6 separate regions of the Mus musculus genome follow, and regions 1, 2, 4, 5 and 6 are each linked to region 3. A link is a contact called in public ChIA-PET, Hi-C and promoter capture Hi-C data. All regions are on one chromosome and are shown on one strand. The core of a region is the stretch at or near the end of the contact, and the rest is flanking DNA. Distances in the headings are between cores, read along the strand shown.

Evidence for each region. Promoter capture Hi-C pulls out the DNA fragments that hold promoters and counts their contacts. A called contact is a pair of places that touch in the nucleus more often than the background predicts. ChIA-PET counts read pairs in DNA pulled down with a chosen protein or histone mark. Capture Hi-C pulls out chosen DNA fragments and counts their contacts.
Region 1: a contact with region 3 is called in a promoter capture Hi-C map of liver, with 2.8 times the contacts expected there. The contact joins the promoter of Rpa2 here to the promoter of Slc9a1 in region 3. A contact is called at or near these places in 2 of 39 promoter capture datasets (both in liver) and 1 of 9 other capture datasets (adipose tissue).
Region 2: an RNA polymerase II ChIA-PET map of memory CD8 T cells shows a contact between it and region 3, with 10 read pairs. The contact joins the promoter of Cd52 here to the promoter of Slc9a1 in region 3. A contact is called at or near these places in 1 of 39 promoter capture datasets (cranial neural crest) and 1 of 115 datasets of contacts at active chromatin or transcription factors (memory CD8 T cells).
Region 4: a promoter capture Hi-C map of adipose tissue shows a contact between it and region 3. The contact joins the promoter of Eya3 here to the promoter of Slc9a1 in region 3. A contact is called at or near these places in 3 of 39 promoter capture datasets (cranial neural crest, liver and pre-B cells), 1 of 115 datasets of contacts at active chromatin or transcription factors (pancreatic cancer cells) and 2 of 9 other capture datasets (adipose tissue and liver).
Region 5: a promoter capture Hi-C map of liver shows a contact between it and region 3, with 2.5 times the contacts expected there. The contact joins the promoter of Sesn2 here to the promoter of Slc9a1 in region 3. A contact is called at or near these places in 2 of 9 other capture datasets (adipose tissue and liver).
Region 6: a contact with region 3 is called in a Hi-C map of B cells, with 9 read pairs. The contact joins the promoter of Med18 here to the promoter of Slc9a1 in region 3. A contact is called at or near these places in 1 of 484 Hi-C or Micro-C datasets (B cells), 1 of 115 datasets of contacts at active chromatin or transcription factors (embryonic stem cells) and 1 of 9 other capture datasets (pancreatic islet).

What each region holds. Positions count from the first base shown.
Region 1 is chr4:132,766,839-132,770,065 of GRCm38.p6, reverse strand. It overlaps Rpa2 (replication protein A2), which reads right to left and starts at 1,706. Exons shown (of 9, transcript NM_011284.3): 1 at 1,600-1,706; 2 at 1,280-1,386. The coding sequence starts at 1,609.
Region 2 is chr4:134,093,418-134,096,761 of GRCm38.p6, reverse strand. It overlaps Cd52 (CD52 antigen), which reads left to right and starts at 1,689. Exons shown (of 2, transcript NM_013706.2): 1 at 1,689-1,828; 2 at 2,862-3,224. The coding sequence starts at 1,778. The coding sequence ends at 3,035.
Region 3 is chr4:133,368,472-133,371,436 of GRCm38.p6, reverse strand. Slc9a1 (solute carrier family 9 (sodium/hydrogen exchanger), member 1) reads right to left here and starts at 1,702. Exons shown (of 12, transcript NM_016981.3): 1 at 530-1,702. The coding sequence starts at 893. It overlaps Mir5122 (microRNA 5122), which reads right to left and starts at 1,661; the gene lies at 1,573-1,661.
Region 4 is chr4:132,637,384-132,640,305 of GRCm38.p6, reverse strand. It overlaps Eya3 (EYA transcriptional coactivator and phosphatase 3), which reads right to left and starts at 1,260. Exons shown (of 17, transcript NM_210071.2): 1 at 1,151-1,260.
Region 5 is chr4:132,509,186-132,512,167 of GRCm38.p6, reverse strand. Sesn2 (sestrin 2) reads left to right here and starts at 1,712. Exons shown (of 10, transcript NM_144907.1): 1 at 1,712-2,104. The coding sequence starts at 2,015.
Region 6 is chr4:132,462,446-132,465,704 of GRCm38.p6, reverse strand. It overlaps Med18 (mediator complex subunit 18), which reads left to right and starts at 1,784. Exons shown (of 3, transcript NM_026039.3): 1 at 1,784-1,931; 2 at 2,697-2,840. The coding sequence starts at 2,768.

The DNA.
Region 1 (3,227 bases), core at 457-2,956, 600 kb after region 3:
AGATCTGATGCCCTCTTCTGGAGTGTCTGAAGACAGCTGCAGTGAACTTACATATAATAAATAAATAAATCTTAAAAAAAAAAAAAAAAAAAAAAAAAAAAGAACGCATCCCAGGGCTAGGCAGTGGTGGCAAATGGTTTTAATCTCAGCACCCAGGAGGCAGAGGCAGGTGGACTTCTTGAGTTCAAGGCCAGCCTGGTCTATAGAGTGAGTTCCAGGACAGCCAAGGATACACACACACACACACACACACACACACACACACACACAGACACCCAAAACAAAACAACAACAAGAAAACAACTGTCTCAGAGAGGTAGGGGTAGAAAGAGCACATCCCAGACATAGCAAGAGCAGTGTTCAGGACACCACGGAGACAACAGGGCCTTGTGAAAAGGCTTGAGAAATGACAAGCAGAAAAAGGACTACGAAGATGCTCTAGGTTTCTTGATAAAATGGAAGAAGTTAGAAGTATAGCTTCTTTTAGGAGATATTCTGGCAACCAGATGGCAGTCTCTGCAGAAAACCTGGTGAGTTTCGTCAAGCTGCTCATCTTTGGGCATCTTAACAGGAGAGTCAGATGGAGTGGGCAGAGGAGCATCTAGCAAAGACACTTGCCTCTCAAGCCACCTACGAGCAATGTAGTTTGTTTGTTTTTTAAGAAAGGATCTTTTTGGGCTGGAGAGATGGCTCAGCGGTTAAGAGCACTGACTGCTCTTCCAGAGGTCCTGAGTTCAATTCCCAGCAACCATACGGTGGCTCACAACCATCTGTAGTGGTATCTGATGCCCTCTTCTGGTGTGTCTGAAGACAACTACAGTGTACAGGCAGGTGGATCTCTGAGTTCCAGGCCAGCCAGAGCTACAAACACCTCCAAAACACTTGGTCATACAATGAATATGTACGAGGCAGAAAAAGCCCAGCAGATTAAGGCTTAGCGTGTCCTTCCTGTCAGTTACCAACAGGAAACAACCCCAAACCTGTTCTGAACACAGTGGACTCTTGTTCTTCAGGGATTTTTGTGCCCTGGGGACAGCGATATTAAACTCTACTAAAGCATACTTTCGAGTGGTAGGGCCAGGAAAATGGAGGCCGGGCGAACCACTGCAGGCTTGCCAAACAATAAAATAATAAAAACCCTGTTCCCCACTTGACCATACAAAAGACAAGGTAGGTAACGGACAGCTTCTGACACCTTGGGGTGTGCCACCCTCCCGCACGAAAACACGTTCCCTCCTGGCCAGGACACAAATGAGAACGGAGCCGTCAGTCTACGTACCGATTTCTTCTCCGCCTGCGACGGTGTGGGCGACCCGAAGCCACCGGGGGACTGCGTGTAGCCGCCTGCTCCGCCATAGGTGGAGCTGCTGAAGCTTTCGAATCCGCCTGCGGGGAACGACCGTCGTCAGAGTCTGCGCTGCGCTCCCCATCTCTATACCTGGCGACCGCTGTCCCCACCGCCCCAGCCGCGACAATCCCCCTGCCACCCCGCGAACGCCGCCGAGCCCGCCTCGGGCCTCTCGCTCCGTCCCGGCCTTCCTGCGCCAGACTCGCCCACTCCCAACACCCTCGCGTGACTCTCCCCACGCCCGCCATTACTATTCCACATCCTGGTCGCAGTTCTCCGGAGAGAGCGGCCCAAGACGCTCGGACACGAAAACTAAGAACACTTGGGAACTCTGTGCCGCTCTGGCGTGGCAGCCTTCTGGCTACTTTGCACTGGCGCCACAAACTCCTTCCCGCGAAGGGACAGCCAATCAGCGCCCTGGACACATTTACCTTCAGCCAATCAGAACTCATGAGTCCCCTCCTTTTTTTTTCGGTATCAAGGCCAAGCTTAGGAAAAACACCCGGCCCCAAGAAGGAATGGAAGCATGCGCGGCCATCTTTACTGAGGGCAAATTTCCGATAGGACAGTATTCAAGAAAACAACCAATCAAAACGATACTTCCGGGGCCATCCTCAAGCATTCTTCACACACACCCCATCTCCGTCGCATGCAACCCTACATCACTTCCGCCGCTCGCTAGCCCCCTTTTCCCGCCAAACTGCTAGTTTTCTGCTCTTCCAGAACTCCCGAGTTCAATTCCCAGCAACCACATGGTGGATCACAACCATCTATAATGGGATCTGCTGTCCTCTTCTGGTGTGTCTGAAGATAGTGATATTGTATTCATAAATAAATACCTGCGTGATGGTGGAAGGAGAGGCTCAACTGTTAATCCCACTGAAGATGAGTAGAAATGATTAAACAATTTTTGGTCAAATTAAGCAAGCTTAATTTTGTCAGAGATGGCTATCTCGCTAAACTGGGGTTTTGAGAAAACAGCATCGCCGGGCAGTGGTGGCACAGACCTTTAATCCCAGCATTTAGGAGGCAGAGGCAGGAGGATTTCTGAGTTCGAGGCCAGCCTGGTCTACAGAGTGAGTTCCAGGACAGCCAAGGCTACACAGAGAAACCCTGTCTCGAAAAAACAAAACAAATACAAAATGAGAAAACAGCATCGAACACAAGAGGTGAGGTTTATATAACCCCCAAAACTGCAAGAATATGGACATTTTCAAGGGTTATGTAGGCACTTGGTCGAACATTTCAGCATTATTTGGCAGAACGTCTATCAGACTGAAATCAGGGTATAGGGTGTGGAACCTGTCGAAATTCAGAAAGTTGGTCAAGACCTGGTCAAATTAAGTTTTATAGAAAAGAGGAATGGACTTATTTTGGTAGTATGATAAGATGGCTTCAGAACTTAAGGTGGAGTCAGGCTGCTCCATCACAACTCCTACAAGTTGTCCTCTACACACACACACACAAGCACACACTCCAGCACACATGTTCATACGCACACACAGGCTTGTATCCAGGGCATAGATAACATGTTCATGTTTTCAAAGAAAGAAACCCTACCTGGGGGAGGGGTTGGCACACGCCTTTAACCCCAACACTTGGGAGGTGGAGGCAGGTGGATCTCTGTGAATTTGAGGCCAGCTTGGTCTACAGTGTGAGTTCTAGGACAGTCAAGGCTGCACAGGGAAACCCTGTCTTGAAGAAAAAAAAAAGAAAACAAACAAAAGAAACCTCATGGCCATACATGGCCACAGTTAAAAAGATCCAAAGATGTCCTGCTGTCTTGCCCCCAGTTTTGTCTCCCTCTCAGTCTCCCGTGATTTCAACCAGTCATTATATGAGTCATACACCTTCGTCTAAAAGCTGATCGAGCACTAGA
Region 2 (3,344 bases), core at 440-2,939, 730 kb before region 3:
TGGCTCAGCGGTTTAAGAGCGCTTGCTGCTTTTGCAAAGGAGCCGGGTTCGATTACCATCACCTATGAACAGCTGTGACTCCAGTTCTTAGCGCATCTGATATCCTCTCTGGCCTTCACAGGAGCCAGGCATATGCATGGTGTACACAGGTGAAACACTCATATGCACACACACACACACACATACATACACACACACACATACACACACACACACACACACACACACACACACACACACTTCTTTAAGGATTTTTTTTTTCCCAAAAATGATTCACTTAAAATAAAGAGCAGAGGAGCAGAGGAAATGGGGCCAGACCCAAAACTAATCAAATCTTGCTACCGGTTCCTGGATCTCAATGGTCCTGAGCCTCCATAGAACCAATGGTAGGATCCATCCACCATTTCCCACGACTTCTACATCCACTCCACTCTCTTAGCTCCCTTCTCTTGTCTGATCATTTGCTTGCCTGTGTGTTTTCAGACAGAGTCCCAGGTAGCCCAGGCTGGCCTCAAAGTCACCATTTAGATATAACTGCCCTTGATCGTCTCCTGGGCTCTACCCTGAGTTCTGGGATTACAGGGACTCAATCTTTAAAACAAAACACAATTGCCATTTATATAACAGTTGCTAGAGTTAGGCATTATCAATATACAGGGCTTTTTGGTTGTTTTGGCTTATTTTTGTTTTGAGCCAGAATATTTTTATTTATTTATTTATTTATTTATTTATTTATTTATTTATTTATTTATTTATTTATTTTTGAGACAGGGTTCTCTGTGTAGCCCTGACTGTCCTGGAACTGACTCTGTAGACCAGGTTGGCCTCGAACTCAGAAATCTGCCTGCCTCTGCCTCACAATTGCTGGGATTAAAGGCGTGCGCCACCACACCTAGCCTGAGCCAGAATCTTAACTATGTAGTTCAATCTTGGAACTTGGAACTCACTATGTAGCCCAGGCTAGCCTCAGACTCATAGAGACCCACCTGCTTCTGTCTCCTAAGAGCTGGCATGCTTTTTATTTTAATGATTTTTTTAATTGTATATGCATTGATATTTTGCCTGCATGGGTGTCTGTGTGAGAGTGTTGGACTCCCTGGAACTGGAGTTACAGTTGTGAGCTGCCATGTGGGTGCTGGGAATTGAACCTGGGTCCTCTGGAAGAGCAACCAGGGCTCTTAATCTCTGAGCCACCTCTCCTGCCCCTTGTTGGCTCTTTTTAAAGTAAGTGATTAGTCAGCAGTGTGATGTAGGGCTGCAATTCCAGAATTCAGAGGTTGAGGCAGGAGCAGCTTGAATGTAAACCCATCCAGAGTGACATAGACCATGTCTCAAAATACAAAGATAAAAAAATAAGGCTTATCACTGCAGCATACTTTTTTTTTTTTTTTTTTTTGAGGGGGATGTTAAAGACTTGTAAATTCAGCCTCAGGCCTGAGGTCTGAGTTGTCAAATCATGAAAACAAGATTCCTTCCCAGGACACAGGGCTCCAAGCCTGGAAACCATCCATCCATCCTGCCCCGTGTCTCCATGTTGCTCTGTATGCCCTGCCTGTGCTTCTTTTGAGAACTGACAACTCATCTACAGGAACCTCAAGGCTAGTTTCATCCACCCCCAGGTTTGAAAGAAGGAAGCTCCTTTCCCCGCCCCTAGGCCCTCCTTCCTCCCGCCTCCTCCCTTTCTCTTCTGCAGAAAAAGCAGCCAGGTTCAAAGTGGCCTGCAGACTGTCCTGAACTCATCTCTCAAAGCTGCTACAGAGCCCAGGAAGATTTCAGGATGAAGAGCTTCCTCCTCTTCCTCACTATCATTCTTCTGGTTGTGATTCAGGTAAGGACAGCTCCTCCTAGAGTCACTGCAGCTACCACCAGGTCTTAGCTTAATGGTTTGGTCCAGGTTCTGGGGAAGGAATGCAGGTTCTCGGTGGTGGTGGTGGGGACCCTTGCCTTCTACCACAGGGACAGAGATAGATGGTCGCCAACTGGAAACCAGGGATCTAGGAGGGCCTATATGGCTGGGTTTCTACTCCTCACAGGCGCTATCAGACTGGCCTCAGAGAGGGAAATCTCAGAAGGTGTCTGATGTGTGAAGCTACTCAGAGGGTTCTGGGTAATTCTGGATCAGGAGAGGAAGCCCTGATGAGGAGAGCCGCAGAAGTGGCCCTTTTGAGAGGGCTGGAGAGAGGTCTAATAGACTGCCATAGGTGACCGAGGGTCCCCTGCCCCTGCCATAGTGAATTGTGGGTGTGCAGGAATACAGAGACAGAAGTCTCCCATATACTCTGCAGATCAACTGCCACCCTGGGAGGCATCCTTTGTGGCACTATGTACGCAGAGAGGCCTGATTAGCACAGGGAATGGAGCCATCAAGTTCTTGATCAAGAACATCTAGACCATGCATCAAGGCAGTTTGATGGCCACCAAAACTAGTTTGATGACCATCAAGGGCAACTTCAGTTACTGCCCGATCAAGCATCAAGGACAGCTTGTCACCTGCCATCCCCACCCCACCCTCTGCCAGGGGCCTTACTCAGGCCCGTCACGTGTGATACTCTGGACCATGGTGGACTCTGATCACCAGGAGATGAGGAAACCGAGGCTCTGGGAGGGGAAGCCCACATTTGGGTTTCTGTTTCCCTCTTTGCTGGAGGATCTGGCAGCCTGAAAAGTGGTGGGAAGTTTCGAGGTGGAAGAATGACAAACATGGGGGCTGCCTTTCCCTTGCCTGTGATGAGGTGGGAAGCCAAACATCTCAACAGGGCTGATGGCAGTTTTATGGAAGCCTAGAGTTGAAGAAAGGGAACAAAGGGGCAGGAGCCCTCAACAGAAGGTTCAAATCCTACTGAGCAGCGCTTCTCTTGCAGATACAAACAGGATCCTTGGGACAAGCCACTACGGCCGCTTCTGGTACTAACAAAAACAGCACCTCCACCAAAAAAACCCCCTTAAAGAGTGGGGCCTCATCCATCATCGATGCGGGTGCCTGCAGTTTCCTCTTCTTTGCCAATACCTTAATGTGCCTCTTCTACCTCAGCTGAGGTGAAGGCGCAGCTTCTGAAGCCCCGTGCTCCACCCACTGCTGCCACCATCAGTAGCGAGAGACATCCCAACCCACGGGAAGGGTTGATAGCAGATATCCAAGGAGGCTAAAGTTGACAGCCAATGGCCGGAATGGGAGCGGGGCCGTGACACCCAGCTAGGGCACAATAAAGTTATACTTATGCTTAGATGGGGTCCCACGTGTGATCGATCACTGCACATCACTGGCCTCAGGAGTCATGTGTGCGGCAGTATTAGGAGTGAACCCAGTACTGCCCTTGACTCTCAAGCCCCACACACCCCAGGTT
Region 3 (2,965 bases), core at 453-2,952:
GAGAGGTATCACTCTGGGGATGAAGGTAAATAAGTCTCTGGGGATCCCTGTGTTCTACCACACACCTAAGTGCCTTGTACCTAGTTCCTTACTCTACGCAAAATCCTTAGACAGGCCAAGTCCTAAAACACCCTTTCACAAAGAATGTAATAAATCCGTACTGATTCCTGTTGACAGGACAGAAAGGGCCACTTGCTAAAGGATATTCCTGTCTTACACATAGCTAAGCACCTGCCTCCTCTCTAGGTCCCATCCCAGCTGTAGGAGACCAGCCAAGCCTTGGCAGCTTTTCTGAAACCAATATCAGAAGCATCCCATCTCGTGCACGCTCCTGACCCTCCCTCCTGCTACATAATGCCAGCTCACAGGCCAGAGCTGGAGTTTAAGGACCAACAAAAAGGAGGGAGAGGCTGCCCGCCCGCGTTGCAGAAGTGGTTCATTCAGAGCCTGAGAAGCAGAACCTGGTAACAAGTGGGGCAAGAAGCTCACCTATCTGGTGGTGGCAGCAACAGCACCATCATGCACTTACCTATCTTCATGAGGCAGGCCAGGAGAATCCAGAGGGAGATCTCAAAGGGTGTGCGCACGTGAGGGTAGTCAATGTCCAGGACTGGGAAGGCCTTCCGAGATGGCTTACCGCCATGTTCAATGATTAAGTTGGTCAAATTGTGGTCATCTGGGCGATGGAGAGGCTCTGATGGTGCCGTGGTGACATCCCCAATTGAGCGTTCCCGGGGTGGTTCAGAACCTCTGATGGTGCTGGCAGTAGGGCTGTGCTGGAGGCCGTGGCTCCTGAGAACAGGTAGCAGTCCCACCAAGGCAACCACCACCAGCAAGGAGGGGAAGATCCGAGGTGGATGAAATCCCCAGACGCCGGACCACCGAAGCATCATACTGATCCCCCAGCCTAGGAGGCCTCAGCCCTTAGCGAAGTGCGTGTAAGACCTGGGACATAGGTAGCAAGGAGTCCTGCAGATGGGGTGAGACTGGGGCAATCTCTAGGAAAAGTTCATGTTTTAGAGAAGTATTTTCGTTTTCTAGAGATTCACAATCTCAAAGTCCAAACTGCAAAAAGGGGTTAAGTACCTTGGAGGGACTAAGGAGGAAACCGAAAGGATCTAGAACTTCAGGCTGAGAGAAGGAAATCGGGGAAACTGCGTCCTGAAGAGAGGGGAAGGGCCGGATAGGCTGGACCACGGGCAAGGGAAAGGAGGAAGAAGGATAGGACCTTTGGCTAAGGAAAATCACCAGGGTGCTGGAACTCGGCTAAAGGGGAGGGGTAAGGAGCCTGGGCTAAAGACGGAAAAGGGTGAGACCCACTCCGCAGGGAAAGGCGAGAGAAGGCTGGAAGGCCAGCCTGGGATAAAGGAGTATAGCAGGAAAAAGGCTGGGGCTTTCCCACCCACAGGAGAGCCAGGGTCCAGCCGCGCCGGGCTGAGATTCCGGGGAAATGGAGGGAGGCGGAAGACAGAGGCAGACGGCCTGGCGGGAAGGTGCCTCGGCGCAGGCTGGAGGCGGCTCGCAGTGAGCCAGCAGCAACACACCCCTCCTTAAGACCCCGGTGCAGAGCTGTGTTCCACCCCGGCCCAGCGGCAGCTCCTTCGGTCAGCTCCAGCTCCACTTCCAGACCTGACACAGCCCCGGGTCCCGCGGTAGCGGACTGATGCCTCGCTGAGCACAGCGCAGCCATTTATAGGCACCAACGAGTAGCAGGCGCAGCAAGCTAGAGAGACCTGTCAGCGCCCGCGCGGTGCAGCGGCCCCTGTCGCCCAGGGAAGGAAGTGTCACGTAAGAAGAGGAAGCCGAGACCTAAATTGGAAAAAAAAAAAAAAAAAAAAAAGTACAATCTAACACGAGTGACATACTGTACTATCTACAAAGTGTTTTCTTGTTAGCATGTGACTTTGAACAAGTTATTTAGCCTCTCTGTTTCACAGCTTTCTCAACTGTAAGGTGGAGATGGATAGCTATAACAAAAGGATAACAAGATGGTTAAATGAGGTGATCTATGAGAAATGTTTAGAATGAAAGGGATGGGATCGTGGTTCAGAGGTAGAGTGCTTGTCTACCATTGGTTCCTATGCCCAGTGTCACAAAATAAAGTTAAATGAATGAATGAAATGGGCTAGAAATCTGCACTCTGTATGTTCCCAAGCATTGACCTGTGCTGAGGACCGTGTGAGCTGAAATCCGTTCCTGCATCCCAGCCACAGGTGCTTTGATGGCAATGTATTGGCTTCCCTTGACTGTGGCGGCATAACCCCAGCCTCCCTGTATCCGTCTTTAGGTCCAAATTTCCCCCTTTAAAAGGACTCCAAGCAAATTGAATTAGGAATTGGCCCTAATGGCGTACCTTACCTTGATCAACTTCAAAAACCCAATCTGAGCCACGAACGGTGGGAAACTGTAATTCCAGCATTTGGGAAACTAAAGAAAGAGGAATTTTTAACTCAACGTCAGCTTGTGTAACAAAGTGAGTTCTAGACCAGGCTGAGGTCAGTAGGGAGACCCTGTCTCAAAGAGATTTAAAACAACAACAACAACAACAAAACCCCTCATCTAAATAAAGCCACATTCTCGGGCACTGAGGGGTGGGCAGGGGTAGGACTTCAGCTTCTTTTGAAAGGGCGTGTTTCAACTCATAACAGTAGTGAAACAACCAAAAAGTAAGAGGCTGGGTATTGTTTTTGTCTGTCTGTCTATCTGTCTGTCTGTCTGTCTGGTTTAAAGAGAAAAGAAGGATTTTTATTATCTGCAGACAGAAAACAGCTTCCAGAAGGGGCATGTTCTGTTTTGTGCGAAAGGCTACATTCTTACAATGTAGCCCAGCTGGCTTCTAATTTTTGGCAATCCTCCTGCCTCTCCCTCTCAAGTGGGATTACTGGTATGCACCACCACACACAGCCGGAACTGGAATTTGAATGAATGATATTGATTAGAGTTCAGAAAGGTCGAGACATTGTGT
Region 4 (2,922 bases), core at 11-2,510, 730 kb after region 3:
GTGCCAAGAGGAACCAATAATAAACGCGGTTATTTGTTCTGTACATATTTAATTATTAATACTGAATTTTAGACTGATCACGCACAAAATGACGAAAAGAAAATGATGGTTGCAATGATATGCTACAAACACCCCAAAAACCGGAAGGGAGGAAAAAAAAAGAATTATCCAAATTTGTACCTCTAGATATACCTTAGATCACAAAATTTGAGAAACAGGACATTAACCATTATAAAGTCTAACCCTTTTCACATTATAGATGATTTTAAACCTCCAGAAAATGTAAGATAAGATGTCTTAAATTTTAAAATGCTAAGATCATGATTTCTAAACCATGGTAGCAACACTAGAGAAAAAGAAGTTAAAAAGAACGTTCTAAGAAACAATGTCTGGCTTATAAGGAAAATGATATTACATTGGTGAATCTTGGCAGAAAACAGCAACACCACACCACATCACAGTCGTTTAAAAGTTTAGAAACCCGGAGTCCTCTAACTTTAAATCCATGCAGAGTGAAGAACATCCGCACTTTTGCCTCAGCTGTGCACATCCATTCTCGTGGGACAGAGGACTCAAAACAGACAGGACGAAGACCTGTCAATTCAGGAGATCTCACAAGCCCGCCAGCGAGTCCGCCACCTGTTCGCTGCTGCCCAGAGAGCCCAGCAAACTGAGGCAGTGCGAGGACCTGGGGACGCCTTTGTTGTTCTCTAACTGGGGAAGCGACCTCAAGTCTAACCTCGCGCCTCCAAGCTGGAGCAGTCGGCCAGGATCTGGACTCGGAGGAAGCCCTCTCGCTCTGAAAGGGCAGGCGCAACACTCTTGTCATCTACCAGTCCCTGGAGGGGGGAAGGGTCACAGGCGAGGAGGGCTGGGGGACAGAGCCGAACCCCAACGCTCCGGGTGGAAAAACAGTGGATCGGGAAGAAGTGCTGAGAGAAGGGGGAGGCAGAGACCCGGCGCCTAGGCGAGAAGGGGCGAGGCCAGAGCGACGCCCGGGAAAAGCTCGAGGGCAGACCGGCAGGCAGGGACGAGGGGGACGGTGACGGGACCCCCTACCCAGCACGACCAAGGAGGACCTCTTCAGCCGGGACCCCGAACGCTGCACCCGAGCCACCGCGCTCACACCCTGGCGGCGGCGGGGACTCACCAGACGGCTGCAGACACTGCCCAGCACGACATGGGACGATTACGGACCCACTCTGGAACCAACAGAGTGGCGGAAACCGCGGCGTTAGCGTGACCCGGATGCGCATCCCTAGCCACCGGAAGTAGATGCGGGACCGCCTAACAATCCACACCCCGTTCCGACAGAACCCAGAGGACCAGTCAATCGTCTCGGGGCGGGGCAAGGCTTAGGTCCCGCCCACCTCGCAGACCCAGTTGCGTGATTGACTCCCTGGATCTTACGCACGAGATGACTTTCCGAGGATGCTGGTGCTGCTAAATTGCCGCCGCCTTCGTGAAAAGTACTCCCGCCCTCCCCAAAACAAAGTCAGATCAGGCTGATCTCGAACTGGGGACCCTCCTCCTTCAGCCTAGGGCTTGTGCCTCCATGCCCAGCCACCGCTCTCATCTTTGAAAGTAAGTTCTAAAAAAAAAAAATGTGTGTGATTCCTACCGTAAAGGGACGACGAAGTTGAAAAATGTTGACTGCAATTGGTCGAGTTAGAAAGACTAGGAGAGGAAAAATGGATGGGAACTTTTGAAGACACTTGAAAGGCTAACTCAAAGTGAACATTTCTATCCGAAAATTTAGTTTATACCTAGTATTATATTACACTTGCAGCTGCCTTCATTTTGTGCAAATTGTTTTCAGGAACATTTTGTTGTTTTTGTTTTTGTTTTTGTTTTGGTGTGTGTGGGGGTGGTTTTTTGTTGTTGTTTTTCCAAGAAAAGTTTTTCTCTATGGACCTTGGCCTAGAATTCCCTCTAAAGATCAGACTGGGCTCGAAATCAAGAGATCCACCTTCTTAGCTCAGAAACATTTTTTAATGCTTCATTAATTCTAAAATACAACTCAAGTGTGGACGAGGAATGGAGTTGAAGACAGGCTTTGTATAGTTGTCAGTGTATTCAATTCCATTCATGTTTGAAGGGAAAGACCCTCAAGAAAAAAAGACCCAGGCTGGTGAGATGGCTCAGTGGGTAAGAGCACCGGACCGCTTTTCCGAAGGTCCAAAGTTCAAATCCCAGCAACCACATGGTGGCTCACAACCACCCGTAATGAGATCTGACTCCCTCTTCTGGAGTGTCTGAAGACAGCTACAGTGTACTTACATATAATAAATAAATAAATCTTTAAAAAAAAGAAAAAAAGACCCAGAATTACAAATATTAGATTAACCCACAAAGTTTAAAAAACAAAAACCTAGCTTTTCAATACAAATAAAAATAAAAGATTTTTATTAACTGCTTCTATTTCAACAATTTTCTAAGCAACTACTTTTTGGGGAGCGAGCATCTTAACTGCTCTTTCTCACACATCACACCTACTTAGCACAATCAGTAGATGCTGTCTTCAAAGTCTTTGCAGAATCGGACCATTTTCCACCTGTGTTGGTATGAACCACAGTCAGTATGTAATTCTGAGGGTCCCATTCATGTTTGCTACCCTATACTCAATACAGAAGAGAGCCTCCCGTGAAAGCCTTAATCAGATCGTGTGCTTCTTCCAATGGCTCTGTCTCAGTGTGAACACTAAAATCCTTACATCACCTACAGGACTCAGAAGACTTTACTCTTCGAGTAGAACTCTAACCTACTTTGTCCTACCTTCCTTCCACTTACAACAGACTGGCCTCTGCTGTTCTCCCAGCCTGCAGGCAGGCTCTGGTGCTGTCTGCTTTCTACTCCCTCTACCTAGAGTACTTTTCCCTGAGACAGCTCTTTCTTTCACCTTGTCACCCCCTTTACATCTTC
Region 5 (2,982 bases), core at 463-2,962, 860 kb after region 3:
ATACTGAAAAAAAAAATGTAGCCTGGCTACTGACATTATTGTTATTTCTGTTCGTGTGTCTGTGTGGTATTGGGAATAGAATCCAAGGCCTTGGGGTCCTAAGTGGACACTGTAATATTATCCTCTATCCTCATCCCACAGAGTATATGCATTTGTTTGTTTATTTGTTTTTGGTTTTTTGAGACAGGCTTCTGTGTAGCCCTGGCTGTCCTGGAACTCACTCTGTAGACCAGGTTGGCCTTGAACTCAGAAATCCACCTGCCTCTGCCTCCCAAGTGCTGGGACTAAAGGCGTGTGCCACCATGCCCGGCTGAGTCTATGTTTTTAAGGAGAAAGCTGAATCTGATATAGAGTTGTTTAGAAAAGAATTAACCCAAAGGGATATTCAGTGGCCAAGGGTATATTATTAGAAGCACGTTGTGCCAGGTGGCATAAGGTAGAAAGAAAAAAAAAAAGTCTAAATGTAGACACTGCCCTCAACAAGTTTATAATAAAAACTTTCAGATAAGACAAATACACAGAATATGACAACACAAGTTACAGTATGGAAAGTATTAAAACACAGAGAGAAAGGTCCAGCCCGAGTTTAGGGCTCTAAGGAGCATGCAGGTGAACTCCCTTCCCTACAGAAGGCATTAGACCAAGTCAGGAGATCACCTTTGGTATCATAAGCCTAAACTCAAGACTATTTCAGGCAGGAACTGAGAGGATTAATCAGCTCCAGCTCTGTCTAGGACTCCTTAACCAGAATAAAGAGAAACTTGAAACGGGAGAGGCCTGAAGAAAAACCGCGAAGGAGATGAGTAGAAGTGAATGGGTGAATCAAGGGTAAAGTGCTGAGATCTGGATGGAAGAGGTGAGTGTAGGGAAGTCATGAGAGTGAATGTCTAGAGAAAAAGAGGGCTAAAAACAGAAACTAGGAGAGCACCCACGTTTAGGGAGTGGATGGAAAAAGAGGAGTCAGAGAGGAGTGGCCAGAGGGAGAAGTGAGAAATAGATCAAGCCAAACACCTAAGTTACAAAGTTTCCATGAGTGCCTGGAGGGTGGAAGGCGGTGTGAAGGCACCCAAGGCAGGACAGAAGAGGGGAAATTGTAGCAATGAGGATTGAGATTAAATTTGAGATTGTCAAGGGTATTTCAGTGAGGGCTTTTCCAGAGACTCCACAAATAAGGTGATTTCCTTGGTTTAGTGTTTCTGAAGGTGCAGATCCCTCAGGGCCTGAGGGGACAGGGTGGTGGCTCTTGGCTTCAAATTTGTGGGTTTTGATCTATAATTAGAAGAACTGGATGTGTGTGGTTAGAACTCTCTGCAGACCTAACCAGTCCCTCCAGGAACTGGAAAGCTGAAGAACTTACTCAGAAGGGATTTCACACCTGGCTGTCTGGCCCAGCCCCGTGAAGTCCCGTTTCATCACGCAGCCCTAATGACTCCTTGGGCTGTCACTCTCATCTGGTATTGCCAGAGACCTGACTAACGCCTTCATGCAAAAGTTTGCAGCATCTGTGCGAGGCCAACTACAGCTCCCAGAGTTCCCAGGCGCTTGTCGATGCTGATTGGACGGAAGGTTGGCTCCGGAGGGAGGTGTCGGCTCCGCCTCCCCGAGAAACAGGCATCTGATTGGCTGCGCCGTGGGACTTTTGTGTCCCCGCCCTCCCCCAGGGACCGCAGCGGGCTGACAGAGCCGGGCGAGCGCTGGCAGTTCCGTGGTGGGGATGGTGAGGAGCGCCGGCTTCCCGAGCAGCGCTGGCCACTGCGGACTTCCGAGGCACTCCGGGCCGTGAAAACCTCTGCGCCGCGGCCAATCTCAGGCCTCCGAGGCCGGCCGCAGTTTTCCAAGCTGGGCTGAAAGGAGTGTCTATCGCCGTAGCGCCGGTTCTCCTAATCCCGAGAGACAGCCCGGGGATCTCGAGCTTCCCCGGCGACCCCTAGTCCCGGCCTCCTGTGCGCGCCCGACCTAGACCCCTCGGGTGTCCCAGGCGCGGACGAGCCGCGGCCGGGTCCTGGCGTACACCATGATCGTAGCGGACTCCGAGTGCCATTCCGAGATCAAGGGCTACCTGCCGTTCACCAGGGGTGGTGTGGCCGGCCCCGAGACCCGAGAGGTAAGCAACAGCCGGGCGAACCCGCTCTCCTCCAGCCACCGCCGAGCTTCGGGCAGACCCGGTCTAAGTCTGGTGCGCTCCCCCCGGGCTTAGGGTCTGAGAGCACGTAAGCTAGGGCTAGGGTTGCATCAACTGCAGCCTCCGCTCTCCCTTCCCCTCCCCACTGCCCTCTCTCTCTTTACCCTCCCCACTACCACCCTGGGAGGGAGGGGGATGCGGAGCCCTCCCTGGCTCCTTCGGACTCCTGGCCAATGAGAGGGGACGCCTTCTCGTGGCTCTTTGGGTTTGTTCTCTGCTAAAGCGAGCGTCTTCAAGTCCAGGCAAATCCCGGCCGGAGAGACCCGACCACTCCTCCTCCCCGCCCCCTTCCGCAGAATCCCTTCCTCTCGGTGGGGGCAGGCGGGCTGGGAGCTCTTTCTAGGATCGGTTTCTGGTCCTGTCGCTCAGCGAAGGGAGTAAACCACCTGGGACTGACCAGGGAAGGTCGATTCCCTTTTTCAGTCCTTACCTGCACCCCCGATCTGGAGACTGGTCCGAGTGCTTTATGGGTCTGGCTGGCGGCCTGATCCTCGGCGGCGGCAGCCTGAGAGAGCTAGGGGAGAAAGCGGATAACCCTTGGTCCCTTGATAGATTGCTTCCTATTAAATTGTTCTGGGGTCCTCAAAGTTTGTTTTGCTGTCTCCTCAGAGCGTAGAGAGACTTCACAGGGAGACAAGGTATAATGCCAGTATAAAGCCCCCGTCTCCCTCCCAGCAGTCTCGATAGTGGACATAGTCTATGTCGTGTATGGAGCACCTACTAGATGCCAGGATATAGGTTTTGTCTGACAAAGACAGCAAATACAAAACGTATTTTAACCCCATTTTACAGAATGAGAA
Region 6 (3,259 bases), core at 535-3,034, 910 kb after region 3:
CCAGGCTGGCCTCGAACTCAGAAATCTGCCTGCCTCTGTCTCCTGAGTCCTGGGATCAAAGGCGTGCACCACCACCTCCCGGCTTCGTTAACCTCTTAAAACATTGCCTTACAGGCGTTATTAATATTATTTACAGTGCTGGGGATCAAACCTCAGGCCTGACACCCTGTACCACTGAGCTGTATAGCCCTGCATTTTTCTTAATCTTAAATACTCAACTTCTTGTTGTTGTCTGAATGTCATAAGTGATTATGTTGATATATACTGAACTAGACCATTCCATGATTACAAAGAAAGATGTATTAGAGATTAAACTGTCAAGCCATGGGAGGAGGTGGCAGAAAGAAGAACAAAGTGGCAGAGAAGCAAGCTGATTTCATGTGACAGCAAGGTGGAGCCCTGAGCTGATACAAGCTGCCCAGACTGACTGGGAACCAGGTACCCTTGCCTGAGGTAGTGACCTTTGGGGAAATGTTAAGGAGGGAGGGGTCCTGAAAGATTAAGGGTGCCTCACTCTATGTCCCTTATGTGTTTGGCATATGTACAGAGTTCAATAAGTACTTGTTGAATTTAAAATCCTTATCTATCTATCTATCTATCTATCTATCTATCTATCTATCTAATGTATATGTGTGCCTAGATATATGTGTACCATGTATGTCCTTTAGCATGGATGCCAGATGAGGGTGTCAGATCCCTTGGAACTAGAGTGGCAGGTGGTTGTGAGTCACATGATATGGGTGTTAGGGCTGAACCCAGGTCCTCTGAATAACAGCAAGTGCTCTAAACTGCTTAGCCATCTTCCCAGCCCCTAGTTATTTATTTATATTTTGTGTTATGAGTGTTTTTGCAAGTGTGTATGCATGTCTACCACACGGATGCAGTGACTGATGTAGTCAGACAAGGTAATAGAGCCCCTGGAAAGGAAATTATAAATGGTTGTTAGCCACTATGTGGGAGTTTGGGACCTCTGAGAGAGCAGCAGGGGCTATTAACTGCTCAGCCATCTCTCTAGCCCTTATTAATTAACTTATTTATTTATTTATTTATTTATTTATTTATTAAAAACCTCACAATATTGTTTAAGCGTTGAATGGCTCTGCTGGAGAGATCCTTACCACAGCTTCCCAAGGTTCTCAGATTTGAACTGTGCCTGGTCCCATGTATTTAAAGTTATGGTATGCACTGTAAATTGAACAAGTTTGCTGTTGTTTTGTATTAAACTTATGGCCTTGCACATGTCAGACAAGGCTCTAGCACTGAGCTGTTTCTCCAGACCCTTGAAAGCACACAAAATATTGTTCCTGCTGAGGTCTATATATAAATACACAACGCTGTGGTTAGCGTTTCCGATTTACAACATACCCCTTCCTTTTCTTTTTCTTTAATTTAATTTTTAACTTATTCATTTTACATCTCTTTCACTGCCAGCCCCGCCACCTCCGCCTCCCTTCTTTTTCAATGTGACTCTCCTTCCTCGCTCCCCCCAGTGGCTGAGTTCAAAATTTAAATATGGTATCCAATCGGCTTTATGAGATCTGATCAAAACATCCAGGTCGTCGAAGCTGAAAAAAAAAAAAAAAAAAAAAAAAACGTATCCTAGAGCTGTCCTATGACAGTCACCTTCCACGGTACCACTCTAGACTAGGACCCCAAAGCAACAGCAGCCCCGAACCTTGCGCGTGCGCTCTTGCACACCGGTGCCAGAAGGCGGGCGCGTTCCTTGCCCTCTCGGCACCCTTACTTTTCGGGGCGGTAGCGGAGAAGTTTCCTGTCCCTCAGCTTCCTACCGGAAGTGCTGAAGGGAGAGTTTGGCGGTTTCTCTGGCTCTGCGCTGGCGGCATTTGGGGGTGCGGATTGCGGGTGTGCACGCGTGGATTTAATTCCAGCTTTACAAGGATCTGTAGCGCGGACGGAGACGTGTTGCTAGTGTAAGTGCACACGTGTCCCGGCTGCCCGCGTGGGAGGACCGGGACAGTCACTCTAACTTCATATTTCCCGCCTGGCTCATTTGCAGAGGCGTTCTCATAAAGGCAGAACCAGTTCTAGTTACATCGCTCGTGTGCCCTGGGGCCTTTCCCTGAGTCTGCATGGCCTCCGCATAGAGTGAAGGGTGGACAAGGTCCTTAGGTCTCCCTCGGATCTTTTCTTTTGTTTTTTCTTTGAGACAGTCTCACTGTGATGCCCTAATTGGCCGGGATTTGCTATATAGACCAGTCTAGCCCGAAGCTGCAGCCGTCCTTCTAACTCTGTCCCCAAGTATTGAGATTACAGATGTTCCCCCCAACACAGCCGGTTTTTATTTCTTTATGTTTGGAAACGAGGCCTCTCAGTGTAGCCCAGTGTAGTTACCATTTTTGAATATGAATGTCGGTTTCTTTCGAGCCAGGTAGTGGGTGGGGGAGACGAGGGCTGTGGGGTTAAACACCCTTGGTCTTATTTTAAACGAGACAGTAGGTTTCGGAACAAGAGGTTACATAGCTGCCTCGAGATTACATAGAAAAACGTTTATAAGGTTCAGAACTTGATACTAGATGGCTATTCCGTATCTCCGGAGCTAGAACCCCTCTTATTCCCGAGTCACCCGTTCTTGGAACCGGCTGTATAAGCAGATGTGCAAAGTTAAGACTGAATGAGCTTTGGTTTCAAGGCCACTGCCGCAGCAAACAGGGTATGGACAAGTGTGACTTTTCCAGGTGGATCCTGTGCTTCTCCGGTTGGAAGATCTGTTTGCAGTTCTGTTGTCTTGAACCTAATTAGAGGCATCATGGAGGCGCCTCCAGTCACCATGATGCCCGTCACTGGGGGCACCATTAACATGATGGAGTACCTCCTGCAGGGTAAGTCAGCCAAGGAGCTTGTGTTACCAAGTTTTCAGTTTTTTCTGGCTAGAGCAAGTTGAGATGACTTATAGGCAACTGTAGGGTTCCTGTAACTGTGTTTAAAAGAGGGTGGGTGGGAAGATGGCTCAATGGCCAGAAACTCACTCTGTAGACCCTTCTGGCTGCAGGGGCCTGGGATTATAGATATTTACCACTATTGTCCTATTGTCTGTTCTCTCTCTCTCTCTCCCTCTCTCCCTCTCTCTCTCCCTCCCTCCCTTGCTCTTTCTTTCTTTCTTTCTTTCTTTCCTCTATTTTTGTTTGTCTCCGTATAGTTCTCGCTGTCTATAGACCAGGCTGGCCTCGAACTCAGAATTCAGAGGTCCATCTGCTCTGTCTCCCAAGTGCTTGGGATTAAAGGCACAAGCCACCACTGC